Linked DNA regions of Mus musculus: all the other regions are linked to region 4. A link is a contact called in public HiChIP or PLAC-seq and promoter capture Hi-C data. All regions are on one chromosome and are shown on one strand. The core of a region is the stretch at or near the end of the contact, and the rest is flanking DNA. Distances in the headings are between cores, read along the strand shown.

Evidence for each region. HiChIP or PLAC-seq counts read pairs in DNA pulled down with a chosen protein or histone mark. Capture Hi-C pulls out chosen DNA fragments and counts their contacts.
Region 1: an H3K4me3 HiChIP or PLAC-seq map of bone marrow-derived macrophages shows a contact between it and region 4, with 2.2 times the contacts expected there. The contact joins the enhancer-like site here to the promoter of Btd in region 4. A contact is called at or near these places in 2 of 39 promoter capture datasets (the C10 cell line and pre-B cells), 4 of 115 datasets of contacts at active chromatin or transcription factors (the SCID.adh cell line, bone marrow-derived macrophages, memory CD8 T cells and 1 more) and 4 of 9 other capture datasets (embryonic stem cells, liver, macrophages and 1 more).
Region 2: a contact with region 4 is called in an H3K27ac HiChIP or PLAC-seq map of embryonic stem cells, with 4 times the contacts expected there. The contact joins the enhancer-like site here to the promoter of Btd in region 4. A contact is called at or near these places in 1 of 39 promoter capture datasets (the C10 cell line), 5 of 115 datasets of contacts at active chromatin or transcription factors (bone marrow-derived macrophages, embryonic stem cells, large pre-B cells and 1 more) and 2 of 9 other capture datasets (adipose tissue and liver).
Region 3: an H3K27ac HiChIP or PLAC-seq map of the NIH/3T3 cell line shows a contact between it and region 4, with 8 times the contacts expected there. The contact joins the enhancer-like site here to the promoter of Btd in region 4. A contact is called at or near these places in 8 of 39 promoter capture datasets (the C10 cell line, Sertoli cells, embryonic stem cells and 3 more), 27 of 484 Hi-C or Micro-C datasets (the 4T1 cell line, the NIH/3T3 cell line, the Patski cell line and 8 more), 23 of 115 datasets of contacts at active chromatin or transcription factors (the 230-238 cell line, the NIH/3T3 cell line, bone marrow-derived macrophages and 12 more) and 3 of 9 other capture datasets (adipose tissue, macrophages and pancreatic islet).
Region 5: a promoter capture Hi-C map of liver shows a contact between it and region 4, with 3 times the contacts expected there. The contact joins the promoter of Bap1 here to the promoter of Btd in region 4. A contact is called at or near these places in 8 of 39 promoter capture datasets (the 3T3-L1 cell line, the C10 cell line, hematopoietic stem and progenitor cells and 4 more), 4 of 484 Hi-C or Micro-C datasets (CD4 T cells, CD8 T cells and embryonic stem cells), 4 of 115 datasets of contacts at active chromatin or transcription factors (double positive thymocytes, memory CD8 T cells, microglia and 1 more) and 3 of 9 other capture datasets (adipose tissue, liver and pancreatic islet).

The regions. Positions count from the first base shown.
Region 1 is chr14:31,375,067-31,377,766 of GRCm38.p6, forward strand. It overlaps Sh3bp5 (SH3-domain binding protein 5 (BTK-associated)), which reads right to left. Exons shown (of 9, transcript NM_011894.3): 7 at 2,325-2,544; 8 at 538-798; 9 at 1-135. Among named protein-coding and RNA genes, the nearest start is that of Capn7, 40 kb to the left of the region's middle. Within about 2 kb of position 1,440, at least 11 of the 459 cell types and tissues checked have an H3K27ac peak or open chromatin away from gene starts, as enhancers often do. A contact at or near this core is called in bone marrow-derived macrophages, where this site is marked.
Region 2 is chr14:32,122,857-32,125,556 of GRCm38.p6, forward strand. No RefSeq gene overlaps it. Among named protein-coding and RNA genes, the nearest start is that of Msmb, 18 kb to the right of the region's middle. Within about 2 kb of position 1,320, at least 19 of the 459 cell types and tissues checked have an H3K27ac peak or open chromatin away from gene starts, as enhancers often do. A contact at or near this core is called in embryonic stem cells, where this site is marked.
Region 3 is chr14:32,048,965-32,051,664 of GRCm38.p6, forward strand. It overlaps Galnt15 (polypeptide N-acetylgalactosaminyltransferase 15), which reads left to right. Exons shown (of 10, transcript NM_030166.3): 6 at 858-1,052. Among named protein-coding and RNA genes, the nearest start is that of Galnt15, 21 kb to the left of the region's middle. Within about 2 kb of position 1,402, at least 37 of the 459 cell types and tissues checked have an H3K27ac peak or open chromatin away from gene starts, as enhancers often do. A contact at or near this core is called in the 4T1 cell line, the NIH/3T3 cell line, bone marrow-derived macrophages and 1 more, where this site is marked.
Region 4 is chr14:31,639,752-31,642,451 of GRCm38.p6, forward strand. It overlaps Btd (biotinidase), which reads left to right and starts at 1,306. Exons shown (of 4, transcript NM_025295.4): 1 at 1,306-1,384. The coding sequence starts at 1,374. It overlaps Hacl1 (2-hydroxyacyl-CoA lyase 1), which reads right to left and starts at 1,214. Exons shown (of 17, transcript NM_019975.3): 1 at 1,038-1,214; 2 at 743-847. The coding sequence starts at 1,127.
Region 5 is chr14:31,250,040-31,252,739 of GRCm38.p6, forward strand. It overlaps Bap1 (Brca1 associated protein 1), which reads left to right and starts at 1,450. Exons shown (of 17, transcript NM_027088.2): 1 at 1,450-1,615; 2 at 1,711-1,740; 3 at 1,861-1,915. The coding sequence starts at 1,579. It overlaps Phf7 (PHD finger protein 7), which reads right to left and starts at 1,276. Exons shown (of 11, transcript NM_027949.2): 1 at 666-1,276.

The DNA of each region.
Region 1 (2,700 bases), core at 190-2,689, 260 kb before region 4:
TTTCCAAGGCCTGGCTCTCAAGGGACGTGCTGCTTTGGCTCCTGCTCCTGCCACTGCCACCGTTGGTGCTGCCGAGAACACGGTTGTTGTTGGCTTTGTCACTCATTTTATTCTCGGCCCCTTCTGCTCTGTCTCCTGCAGAGATACAAAGATTGCCAAATGGGGGTGGTCAGTTTCAAGAGTTCCATAGGCACCAGCATCGGCCACCTGAGCCCTCTGCCATTCCTGCTGTCCACCATACATCTCAGAGGTTCTCCAGCACTGGGTGGCACACTACATGCACTCACTAATCTGTTCTTTAGAGATGAGATGTACCATTGTCATTTTGTAGCTAGGAAGCGAACCTCTCCAACAGGAACTTGCCGAGAGGATTGTTCTTAGGGGAGACATGGGACCTAAGTTCTGCTTGGTTGAAGTTGGCCAGGACTGTAGAAGTGCCCTTGAAAGTAATCTGAGTGATCCATCCCACTGTATGTTCTCAGGGCCCCTGAGACCTGGCAAAGGTATGGACAGTGCACAAGTTGAGCTGCAACCTACCTCGTTCAACCTCACATTCAGGGGAGGAGGCCCCACTGCATTCACTTCGAGGACCCAGTATTGGGAACATCATCCCAAATTCTGACAGGGACACAGGGCTAGGCAGATCCAGACTGCCAGGCCTTGCCACTGCAGGGAACTGATCAGGCATTTCAGACGGACTCGTCGGTCCCGAACTAAAGCTGGACACAGACTGGGTTTCCGAGTCATCTTCAGACACCAAGTTGCTGCAGTTGTCATCTTCAAAGGCTTCTGATGCCACTGTGATGAGAGAGGACATCAATCACATGGGATCTGCCAGGTAGTAGCCCAGTCCCTTAAATGCCTGCAGACATGCTCTCTGCTGGACATGCTCACACAACATGGAGTCTGCAGGACCTGCATCGCACCTGAACCTGTCTGACCAGCCTCCAGAACAGTTTGAAAGGAAGCGGCTTGTCCAGCATATACAAAGGCCTGAGTTCCATCCCCAGCGCCGAAGGAAAGGGGAAGGTAAATTCAGACTAGCCCTTTGTAATGTAGCCTATACTAGGCAGAAGGAAGACGGAAGCAGCAAGAGCTGCTGGAAGGAGGGGCAGGCCGGGGTGGGATGTCTGATAACTTCTGATCTCAACAGACACGCTACAAAGTACAGTGCTCCTTTCCAGTACTCTAACTGACTCTGAGTTTGTGGACAGAATAACCGAGGCTCAGAGACAGGCCATTCTTGTTTTCAAAGCCTCTTCAGCCTGCACTATCACTTTTAAGATCCTTCCCAGTTCCCATTGTGCCTGTGACTGTTTAAACATGGCCTAGCGTTCCAGAGTGGATTGATACAAGTGCTGTGCTAGGAAATGGGTCCAGATCTGAACTCATATCCTAACGCCACTGCTGACTGTGTGGCCTTGTAAGTCACTTGACTGCCCAGCTTCGGGATGCTCTGTGCACAGGATTAATGAGGTAATATGTAAAGTAACTCAGTACATAGGCATTGGTTACATTTTAGTTTCATTTCCCTTCAAACTGGCAATTCAGCATTTGTTGATGGCCTTTAACACTTGGTGGGGCCAGAGATGCTCTTCTAGAGGACCCAGGATTGATTTCCAGCACTTACATGGCAGCTAATAACTAATTCCACAAGACCCAGTGTCCTCTTCTGATAGCAGGCAATTATGTGGTATACATAGATTCATGTGGGAAAGATACAAATTATTTTTCTTAAATAATAGTAATAAGGAAAAGAAAAAAAAAGAGTTGCTGAGGAGGAAGCCTAAGCACACAGGAAAGGGAGAGCTATGAGGTAGTGTTCTTGTCAGTAGTTTTCTTGATTAACGGAAGCTAGGTCAATCCTATCATTTCTGCACAGGATATCCCTGAGCAGAGGAGACCCGTGTGCTCAGACCCTAGGGAGAGCTGCCAGGTATCTCCTCAGCACCCTGTGTAGCAGAGTAGACCCTCATGCAGCTGACACAGCAAACACATCAAGGCCCCTCTGTCCCCCATCATTGGTGAAATGGGAACTGAATCAAATCTGGATCCCAAGTCCCTATTACACCTTTCCTCAGAACTCCTTAAAGGCTTGAATGCTCTCCTGTGTACTTAGACTGCCTGAGACGGGGAGAGGTAGAACATTTCCCAATCTTACTGGACCACAGAACGCTAATACTCAGTAGCAATCAAATGAGCACAGCGTCCCACAATACATGAGAAACCACCAAAACAGCCTGTAGGCTGCCCAGCGCTCACATTCATCTGTGATGGGCAAAGAAAGCAGATCACACACACTGATCCCTGCTGGTCAGACTTACCAGAAATGGCGTCAGGCTCAGGTTTGCTTACAGGCAGGTTCTCCACTGAGGCGATGCTGCCCTCTGCCCCCACGCCACAGCCCCGGGGCCCCATGGCATTGGAACGCCGCCGCTCGTGTATCTCATCTGAGATCCTCTCCAGGCTCTTCAGGGCTGCCTTGTACTCGCCCTTTGCCAGGGCCAGCTTGGCCTGAAGGTCATCCACCGTCTTCTTCAGTTGCTGAATTGGAAGATGGGGGACTTGGTAAGCCAACGTGGCCCTGGATGTCCCCACTGATGGAGGGGGTGACACATGATTACAACACAAAAGAACTTCTTGACACACCCAAGATAATTGACTAGAGAAGGATCCAGTGACTTTCACTCATGGCTCCCC
Region 2 (2,700 bases), core at 70-2,569, 480 kb after region 4:
CAGATTTCTGAGTTTGAGGCCAGCCTGGTCTACAAAGTGAGTTCCAGGACAGCCAGGGCTACACAGAGAAACCCTGTCTCAAAAAAAAAAAAAAAAAAAAAAAAAAAAAAAAAAAGCCAAAGGTCCTGCAAGACAACTCAGCCTATAAAAGCTCTTGCCACCAATTCTGAATTTGATTGATCTCAAGGATCCACAAGGTAGCAGGAGAGAATCAACTTCGGCAAATTGTCTTCTGACCTCCACGTGTAAATGCCATGCAATCAATTTGCTAATCAATAAATGTAAAAAGTTTAATTTTTTTTTCATTTGTTGAGACAGGGTTTCTGTGTGTAGCCCTGGCTGTCCTGGAACTCACTCTGTAGCCCAGGCTGACCTTGAATTCAGAAACTGCCTGCCTCTGCCTCCCTAGTGCTGGGATTAAAGGCGTGCGCCACCACTGCACAGCTAAAAATTTTTTCATTTATGTGTTTGTATCTGTGTGAGTATATGCTACATGTATTCAGGTACTTCCTGAGGGCAGAAGAGGGCATTAGGTCCCCCGAAGCTGAAGTTAAATCTGTGGGTGCTGGGAACTGAAGCTCAGTCCTGCAAAAGCAGCAAGGACTCTTAACTAAGCTTCCAGCCCTCCAGCCTTACTAGATTTTTAATTAAAAGATGATCAGGCAGCCGGGCGTGGTGGCGCACGCCTTTAATCCCAGCACTCGGGAGGCAGAGGCAGGCGGATTTCTGAGTTCGAGGCCAGCCTGGTCTACAGCGTGAGTTCCAGGACAGCCAGGGCTAAACAGAGAAACCCTGTCTTGAAAAAAACCAAAAACCAAAACAAAAAAGAAAATAATTACTGATAACCTACTGTTCAGTAGCAGACAAATAATGCCACCACCACCCCCCACGTGAGAGTTAACAGGATGTTTGCTGAAGGGAATATCCAAAACCAAATAGTGTCTACATGTCAGCCTGGGGTGAACACTGCAGAAAACAATAAAGCACAGGAAGGAGAGCCGCAGAAGAAGGCAAAGTGTCGCTGTTTGCAGACGACAGGAGTCTACGCGGGAGAGAAGACGCCACCAGAAAACTCAGACTTGATAAACACTTTCATCAAAGTGTGGGCTACAAAGTCAACACACCCAAATCAGTAGCCTTCCTGCATACCAAAGACAAGCAGGCCAAAAAAGAGATCAGAGAAACAGTCTCACTCATGATTGTCTAAGAAAGGAGATGCCCTGGGATAAACCTAACCAAGCAAACAAGAAACCTAGGCCGCGAAGCTTCACCGCACTGAAGGGGGTGAAGGAGACACCAGAAGGTGGGGAGGCCCCCTTCCACGAGGATAGGTAGGATTCATTATGTGAAAATGACCACTTTCCAAAAGCAACAGTGCACAAGACTCAATGCAATCCCCATCAAAATTCCATCTCAATCCTTCACAAAACTTGAAAAAATAATTTAAAATTCATGTGAAAGCCCAAAAGACCCCAGAGAGCCAAATAATCATGAGCAGTAAAGACAGTCCAGGAGGTATCACCTGTGCCCTTCCCCTGGCCTTGAGCAGACTGGCTCAGACCTGGCTTGCCACAGCGGGCTAGCCCACCTAGGGTGGAGTCTTCCGATTTAGGTAAAGTCTATTGTCTGGAGCTATCCTCCAAGTCTCCACTACCTGCTGAGAGGCTGAACCTGTTTTCCTGATGAAATCCTGATAAAGCACAGAGATCCTGGCTTGGTGGGGGATGGGTTCCCTCCTCCCCTTTATAAGCTCGGACTCATAGGTAAACATTGGCCTTGATCAGAGAACTTGGCTTGGCTTGTTATTTCTCTCGAAGCCTTTCCCATCCAAAACCCCAGCTTTCCTTTCAGGAACCCAGTAACCCGTGGCCGCTGGCGGCTACAATCATCCATACTGATTGCAAGTTATTCCATGGAGCCTTAGCACAGCACTGGCACAAAAGCAGACATACTCATTAGTGGAATAGAATCTAGGGCCTACATGGGAGTCCACAGACATCTGATACTCAACAAAGACAACAAAAAGACACAGTGGATAGAAGATGGCATCTAACAAAGTGTGCTGGGAAGACTGGATATCCTTGTGTGCAAGAACAGAATTTGGTTCTTCTCCTTCATCCTCCACACAAATCAATCCCAAATGGACCAAAGAGCTCAATGTTAGATTCTGAATGTTGTACAAGAAAGAGTAGGAAGTGCCTTTCTGGATATAGGCTCAGGTGAGGACTTCCTGAATAGGAAGGGCTCCAGTGGTCCAGGAAAGAGAACCAGCAAAGGGGGTTTCATGAAATCGAGGATTGACCTAGAATACCCAAGGCACTAAAAGGGCTAACCTCCAAAAGACAAACAACCCATTTAAACAGCTGTGGACCAGAAGAGGAGGAGGAGGAGGAGGAGGAGGAGGAGGAGGGGTCTCAGAAGAAGAAATGCAAAAGGCTAAGTGATGTCTTCAAAAGTGATCACCAGTTTAGCCACGACAGAAATGCAGATTAAAACTACCTCAAGAATTCATTATTACCTCAGTCAAAATGGCAAAGAGTAAGGAAACAAAAGAGTAAATGCTGGTGAGTGCGTGGGGGATGGGGAGCCCTGGTGCACCTTGGGTGAACATGCAAACCTGTGCAGCCACCATAGAAATCAGTGTGGGGGTTTTCTACAAAACCTAAAAGCAGCAGGGCGTGGTGGCACACGCCTTTAATC
Region 3 (2,700 bases), core at 152-2,651, 410 kb after region 4:
GGCCCTCTGTTCTGGGATCCATGATGGGCCTGATGGGCCCTCTGTCCTGGGAACCATGCTGGACAGCCACCACCTTCACTGTCTGTGCCACACTGATCACAGCATTGTGCTTGCTGTTCAGTCACACCAACTGTCGAAAGCCCAACCCAGCAAAGGTGTCCATTCTATAACATGGGCAGACCCATCTAATGTGGGCATGTGAATTACACCAGGCTTGCAGTCTGCATAATGACCAAGTCTGCTGCTTCTCTAACAAATGACAGATGTCTGCAGTGCCCTTGGAGTTCTCCGAGGTATCTTGGGACACAGGCTTTGAGAACCCTGTGCCTGGTGTGCTTTTTAGTTCTTGAACCAAGGCTTGGCCCAGCACTTCTCCACTGTAATTTCTGTCACCAACTATAGAATGAAGGCTTCTTGTCCAACGGGCAGTGGGGAGCTGGGAGAAGCTTCTGGAATGAGTGAAGAAGGGGGTACGCTTTTACCTCTTGTGTCTTCTCAGCAGGAGACAGCACTGGTTTTTTAGAAATTTCCTAGCCACTGCAGACATATCTTCCTGAGAAAGCATTCCCGGGTAGGTGGGGGTGCTGACCCCTGAACTGCTTTGCAGACTGACTCTGTAGGTGTTTCCCAGTGGTGTTCAGGAAGCTGCATAGCTGTCAGCCATTACCCCTCAGTTCCAGTCTAGGACAACTGCCCTCTGTTGTCCCTCCCGCCTTGCTGCCCAAACTCTCTGATCTGGAAAGTGCACTCTGAGCATTGAAATGGTCACTCTGGCTTATGACTAGTGGGTGTTCTGCCAGTGGCTCACAGACAGGGAGGTGGGAGGGAGAGCTACTCACTTTCTCCTTCTGTGACAGGCCTGGCTCTGCGGTGGCTCTGTTGAAATCCTTCCCTGCTCTCGAGTGGGACACATCTACCGAAGCCAAGATGCCAGCTCCAGGCCTGACCCCGAGGTCGCCTTGAAGAACAAGATCATCATTGCTGAGACCTGGCTATCATCCTTCAAGGAAACCTTCTACAGGCACATCCCAGAGGCCTTCACCCTGAGCAAGGTAAGAAGGGACTAGTAGCGGCCTTTGGCCAACATAAGGGTATCACAGTTGACCTCTGCCTGGAATTCCCAGACTGTTATAGGATGCTATGTCCTGGATGCCGCCTTTCACCACAGAGCCCGATAAGGGATGAGCCATGACTCTTAGGACTTTCATCCTGAGTGGTACTCAGGGATTAGGGAATATCCAAGACAAAGAACAGATCTGAGTATAAAAATAAGTATGAAACTCAAAAAAGCCACAGAAGGTTGAAGTTTTAATCACGTAATTAAGTGCCCCTCAGTGTGCCCTGTGAGTTGGTCAGTTCCTGTGGCGTGACTAACACAAGCTCTGCTGTGAGTCACAGGCTGCCACGACACTTGACACACTGCAAGTGGGGGCCCAAAGGACTGGCGTAGTAAGGAAACGGCTCTCACCAGTCTCTCACCAGCCCACTGCTAGATAGCACAGATGAAGGCAGGGTCCTCAGAGAGACACACCCATACCACCGCATTAGGGAAAGTCAGACAAGGTTGAGCCATGAAAGAGCCCCAGTACCCAGTACTCAGTACCTTTTCTTAAAGTCCTTAGGATTTTGTTCCCTTTTTATCCAAATGCACCCTTTTCCCTACAGCAGACAGCCTCCAGACAATTCTCAGAACTCCTTGAACTTGTATCTGTGGTCTCTCTAATGGGAGATGACATAAAATTTCAAAGCAGACCCCAAGGTTGAGGTAGCTTGAGTTCCCTCTGTGTCCCCTTGAGTGAGTCCAAGTAACACCCAGAGTAGACCAGCTCCTTTTTCACACAGGAGGGACCCCACTACTGTAGCTTCTGGCTTGGATTTGTAGAGGAGCATTGTAGGTAAAAGGGCAGTTCTCATCAGGACTCTACTTAATCCTAAATCTAGACACACCCCAGAAGTATGCTTCAGCTATGGCTGCCTGGGATCACTCAGACACCAGAGTAGGGGTTGGAGGCAGATCCTGAAGCGGCTGAGGGCTGAGCTAACGAGTTTAGATTTGCCGGGTGTGGTGGCGCACACCTTTAATCCCAGCACTCAGGAGGCAGAGGCAGGCAGATTTCTGAGTTCGAGGCCAGCCTGATCTACAAAGTGAGTTCCAGGACAGCCAGGGCTATACAGAGAAACCCTGTCTCAAAAAAAAAAAAAAAAAGATTTTAGAGCTTACCCATTTGACAGTGGGGAGCAGGTATCTTTCTGTGGAGTTCTAAAGAGACAACAGAGCAGCTGTGGCTTTTAATTTCTGGCTTCCTTTAGGCTAGAACATCTTTTTTTTTTCTTTCCTCTTATGTAATGGGTGTCAATTTAGTATTTTCTCTTTGCTTTCACATGACCCTTGTTTAATGTCAATGCAGATTTCATTTATAAAGGACCCATAAAAAAATTAAATATATTCAGGCTTCTGATGTACCTGAGCCAACCTTCCATTAGACAGAGTCATTTAGAACACAGCATGTTGGATGGAGTCAGCCCAACACAGCATGTAAAGTATTTACAGCCTACTGGGCCCCTCTGTGTCTTGCTGAAAACCAGAGGCCACCAACGTGGAGCCCTGGTGTGGCTATCAACACACACACACACACACACACACACACACACACACACACACACACACACTTCTTCCTAAAGTCTCAGTCCCAGGAAATT
Region 4 (2,700 bases), core at 56-2,555:
AAGGACAACATGAATCATAAATCAGAAACCGCCTTCATTTTTCCATACAGGCCCTGGAGATTACACTCAGGTTATGAGGTTACGTGGCTTTGTAGAACTTCACTGAACCACTTCATCTGCACCAGATACTTGATATTTTTGCCTGGATTGCTAAGAGAGGGTAATCCTGGGCTGCCAGAGAAAATACTTTAAGTGGGTTCATAAAATGTCCTTTGGTTTTCCCTCTCCCAGGTAAGACCCCAAAGGAGGGAGGCATAATGCTGAGGGAAAGCACCAAACTGGGGTTTGAGAGCCCTGAGTTCCAATGACGGCACTGCCGTCTATAATGTCTTCCACTTTATGTTGCATGAGTCCTGGCCTTCAATCACTAATCACTCTCTGACACCTGTCATGTACAGGAACTACATCAGATGCTGGCAATACACTTACCTAGCGATGAATCAATATGCCTTCTCTGCTAGAACTAACAGTCTAGTAGTGAAGTAAGACTACCCCTTTCGATTCTGATATTTGGATGTGGCAGAGTACACTACGGTAGAAAGGTATAAGCATAGCTCCAAACTCAGAATACCTGAGTTCAAATGCCACTACCAAATGACTCGCGTTGGGCAAGTTTAACTTAGTCTCTCTCTTCTCATTTTCCTGTCAAGGAGGATTAACAGTGGTACGTGCAATGCTTTAGAAACGATGGGACGCTGTGTGCATCGAATGGCTGCCATTTGGTCCCTGTGTCAAGACTCACCGCTTGCTCATTCCGCATCCCAATGTACTTGATGCCCAGTTCCTGGGCAGCAAGGGCGATTTCGGTCACGGGGATGCCTACGACACCGAACATGTACTCCACATCCTGAGGGTAGGAGGGAAAAGGGGCAACAAACAACTATCATCAGGTGACCCAGCCTTCTTGCCCTCCCGGGGGGTCCAAAGGAAAGACCTACAGGACCCCCGCCCCCGCCTCCTTGCCCTCCGTCTCTAGGACAACGCGAGGTCCCCGTCTGCTTCTGTAGAGCCTTTCACACCCGAGGGATCCATCGTACTTGAGTTTTTAGAGCCTGGGCGATGACTTTAGCACCAGACACCTGCTCCTCGCTTCTGTCGCTACCCTCTGCGGAGTTACTTTCTGGCATCTTCCACCTAAAGTTACTTCAAGGCACTCTCGCAGCTCACAGCTTCACTAGCCTAAGAGTTGTTGTTGGTGACACCCGCTTCTGACAGACAGGAGGGCAGCCCAACGGATTTAAGCAAAGGGGAGAAGGGGCGGGACAAGAAGTCAGTCCTTGGTGAGGCGATCATGTAAGCACGCCCATTCTCCAGTCAGTCTTTTCCGGACTCCGCCATCAGCAGGAGGCGGGACGAGCCGGAGGCCGCGTCCTATGCGAAGCAGGTAAGAAACCCAATCTCTGAGGATGCTCGCCTTGGTTTTGTCCTCCACTAGGGTAGCGATACAGCTCAGTCCGGTATGGAGGGGATGGCACATCTGGAGGGTGACTGCAGAGACCAGGCGAGGAGGGGGCGTGGCCCCACCGCGCCTCCCCGCCCTCGCCGGGGCTTCCCGCTGATTGGAGGCAAGCTACGCAAAGGCTGCTGGGACGCGGGTAACTTGGAGAGTGTAAAGTTGGAAAAAAAACAGGCTTTTGGGTACAGTGTCGTGCTCCTGTGCCCTCTGATTTTATAACTCTGTGGTTTTGCACCCCACATCATGTGCACGTTCCAGAAGTCTGTGAGCAGAGGTGTATTCTTAATCAGAGATGACACCAAAATTGCTCAAGAGATAAACTTATTAACACCGTAGCTGCTCCTGCCCTCTGCCTGGTTTATATTTACTTATTTTGTTCCAGTTGGGTATCACTAAGGTCTGTTAGAGCCATTGCTTAATAATTAATGTATGATTGCTTAACTTTTACCAAAGTAATAGTGTTGGTTTTCTACTTACTGGTTCATGGATTAGCCTGCTTGACCCCTGGCATCGCGTGCTTTGTAGACATTAGTGGATTCTTGGCCCCTTAACACCGATTGCTTTCTCAGAATTACTGGCAGAACACTTTATGAAGGGCAAACTGGACCCTGATGGGAACAAATCACTGTGATTCAGATCGAATGGGCTTTTGTTTGTTTGTTTGTTGGTTGGTTGGTTGGTTGGTTTATATTTATTAAGGATCAGTCTTCAACTGGCCATTTTTGCCATTTGGCAAAGAGAAAACTCATTGAGCTGGTTATTGCCTTCGCCTAGCAGTTCAAGGTACAGCGGGCCTTGCTTCCCTTGCCTGTAGAGATTAAGCAGAAGTGACGTGACTGTCTTCCAAGTGCAAAGTCACTGCTGTTCCATCCAACTTCAGTGTAAGGATCCCAGGCGCTGTAATTTATACAGAGCACTCTGTGTGGACTTGGAATATGTTAATCATACTCCCTGTTATTTTTGTTGGCAGTATGCTTAAAATGTTATTTGTTATTTTGGTGAGATTTGGCATCGTAGCGCCAGATGTGGTGGCTCACATCTGTAATCCCAGCACTTGGAGGCAGGAGCATGTCGACTTCTGCGAGTCTGAGACCAGCCTGGGCTACCTAGTGAGTTTCAGGATAGCCAGGGCTATGTAGAGAGACCATGTCTTTTAATTACTCAAAGAAAGAATAAGTCATAAAAGCAATACTAGTGACTGACCCTAGGACTTTGCACATATTAGTCAAGCACTCTACCACCGA
Region 5 (2,700 bases), core at 200-2,699, 390 kb before region 4:
TCATTGCAGTATCTCATTGGAACCGGGTCGGATAGATGGTTAAGAGCACTGACTGTTCTTCCAGAGGTCCTGAGTTCAATTCTTAGCAATCACATGGTGGCTCCTGTAATGGCATCTGATGCCCTCTTATGGTGTATCTGAGGACAGCTATAGTGTACTCATATACATAAAATAAATCTCTTTTTTTGTTTTGTTTTTCGATACAGGGTTTCTCTGTGTAGCCCTGACTGTCCTGGAACTCACTATAAGACCAGGCTGGCCTCGAACTCAGAAATCCGCCTGCCTCTGCCTCCCAAGTGCTGGGATTAAAGGCGTGCGCCACCACTGCCGGGTTTGGACAGCATTTCTTAAAAGACCTCAGTCAATTAGGTCCCTCCAGAGATATACTATACTTCAGTATCCAGAGCCTCAAGTCAAGGCTGGCGATTCTGAATCTCTTCATGAATGTCAGACTTTTCTAACTGCTAACTGCTTACAAGCCATCAAAACTTCACGCTAGCTTTTCCCAACACAGGAGATGCAGTTGCAGAGCTAACATCAGTTTGTTTTCTTACTAAACGTGGATGGGCTGAGATGGGTTGGAACCTTTCCGTGTCCCCACGGGGATCTACTTTACTTCCTAGTATGTTGGCGCTAAACCCGACTGTGTTAAAATAGAAATAAACCTTGAGATTTCAGTTCTTTGCATCGCTGGGACACGACGTTACTTGAGTAGTAGTCTGTGCACACTGGTAGTTATAAGATGGAATCTTCAAAACAGTTGAGGACGGTCGTGGCAAATGCAAGCTGCTCAGTCCGCGATTTCCTAACCCGGCGGATGCTCGCTCGAAACGCTTACCAAGTTGTATCACTGGATAAAAGTGTTGGGTAAATTAAAAATATATTAACGTGTTCGGTCCCGCCGCCGCAAGAATAAACGATTTATTTGGAAAATACGTCAGTGTGGCCACAACCGTCCCCCAAAGGTAACAGTCAGAAGAGGGCTCAAGGAGCATTCCGCGCATGCCAGGGCTCCCTTGCCGGGCGGCTGTGGCGAGGCCAGGCTGGAGGCTGCTTCCGCTGCTCGCTCTCACGGAAGCTACGGGCCACCGCTTTCAGCCCAGGCTGCCCACCCAGCTGTCGCCGAGGGCGCCGCTGTCCCGGAGCTTTAGTCGTTGACACAAGACGTGGTAACTACTTCACGGGCGGCCGCCCCGCGCGGTGACTGCGCCGTCGAAGGAGGCGAGCGTGCTGAGGGGGGATGGGGTCACGCGGACTGTGGCCAAAACGAGGACCGCTAACGGCCGCGCGCCCGCCCCGCCCTCCGCACGTGCGCGCCCTCGCCTCGACGCGCGCGCGCGTGCATGCCCGCCTCTGTCTCCGCCTCCGCCCCCGCCGTTCGGCCGGCGGAAGACCAGCCCCCGGGTTAGGCTCGTCGTGTGATGATGACGTTGTACGTCCGGCGCGGGCGAGTGACGCGGCGCGGCCCGTTGTCTGTGCGGGGCTGAGAAGCCCTAAGGGCGGTGGGCGCTCCCGGTTGGGGGCGGCGCGGGTTTAGCAGGGCCTGGACATGGCGCTGAGAGGCCGCTCCGCGGGAAGATGAATAAGGGCTGGCTGGAGCTGGAGAGTGACCCAGGTACGGAGGGGCCTCGGCGGGCCGGGGGCTGGGGAGGCCGGATGGGCCCCGGACGCACCTGCATGACAAATCCCTCTTCTTGTCGTCCCACCCAGGCCTCTTCACCCTCCTGGTGGAAGATTTCGGTAAGAACCCCGTTACCCACGACCTTCGGTCCCTGGCTGGTGTGGATGTGGGGGTTGGTCCTTGAGTTCTCGCAGCAGAGCCTGGGACTGCCCTGCCGACCTCTCCTTTCCTGATCGTAGGTGTCAAAGGGGTGCAAGTGGAGGAGATCTATGACCTTCAGAGTAAATGCCAGGGGTGAGTGGCTGGGACGCCCCCTTACCTCCGGAGGGCCGAGAAAGGGCAGGGGAATAGTACCCCATTCAAGGGAGGCAGTACTAGAAAACCTGAGCTATATAAAATATCACATAAGAAAGTGTCACTCTTTGTGGGTGCCCTCTTGGACTTTTCTTTTCTTCTCAGTCTTTCCTCAGTGTTTCTCCTTAGAAAGCTGTAGCCCTCCTTTTAACCCTAAGCACTCGTGGAGTACAGTTGAGCTGCCTTTCTGGTTTTGCAGCCGGAACCCTCCGTTGCATAGTGTTGCACCTTTTTTGTAAGTGTACAGTCCATTAATTACATCACCACATGTGCTGTGCCTTTAATCACCACACAACATTTGTCCTGACCATTAGTGGCGCTCTCCTCTAGTCCCAATGCTTGGGAGGCAGAGGCAGGCAGATCTCTGAGTTTGAGTCCAACCTACGCTACTTAGTGAGACCATGTGTCAACAAAACTGAACACAGTTGTCCTGTATTGATTGGTTAGTGTGAGAAGGCCTTTTTTAGGTACCTAAACTCAGAGTCTTGTTTTGGAAATCTATAGAATAGAGGCATAGAGAACCTAACTGCTTCCAAGGGAAGGAACTGGTTTGGGAGTTCACGCACTATACTCATTTTACTAGGACTGGAGGCCGAGGTCCACCAGTGAGTTGGTACTTAATTCTTCATCAACGTTTTTGTGCCTTTTATTGTGTCCCTACCTTGCTCCATCCTGGGCCAGCAGTTCCAGATTTCCTTCTTCTCTTGCCTAGACCTCATAGACCG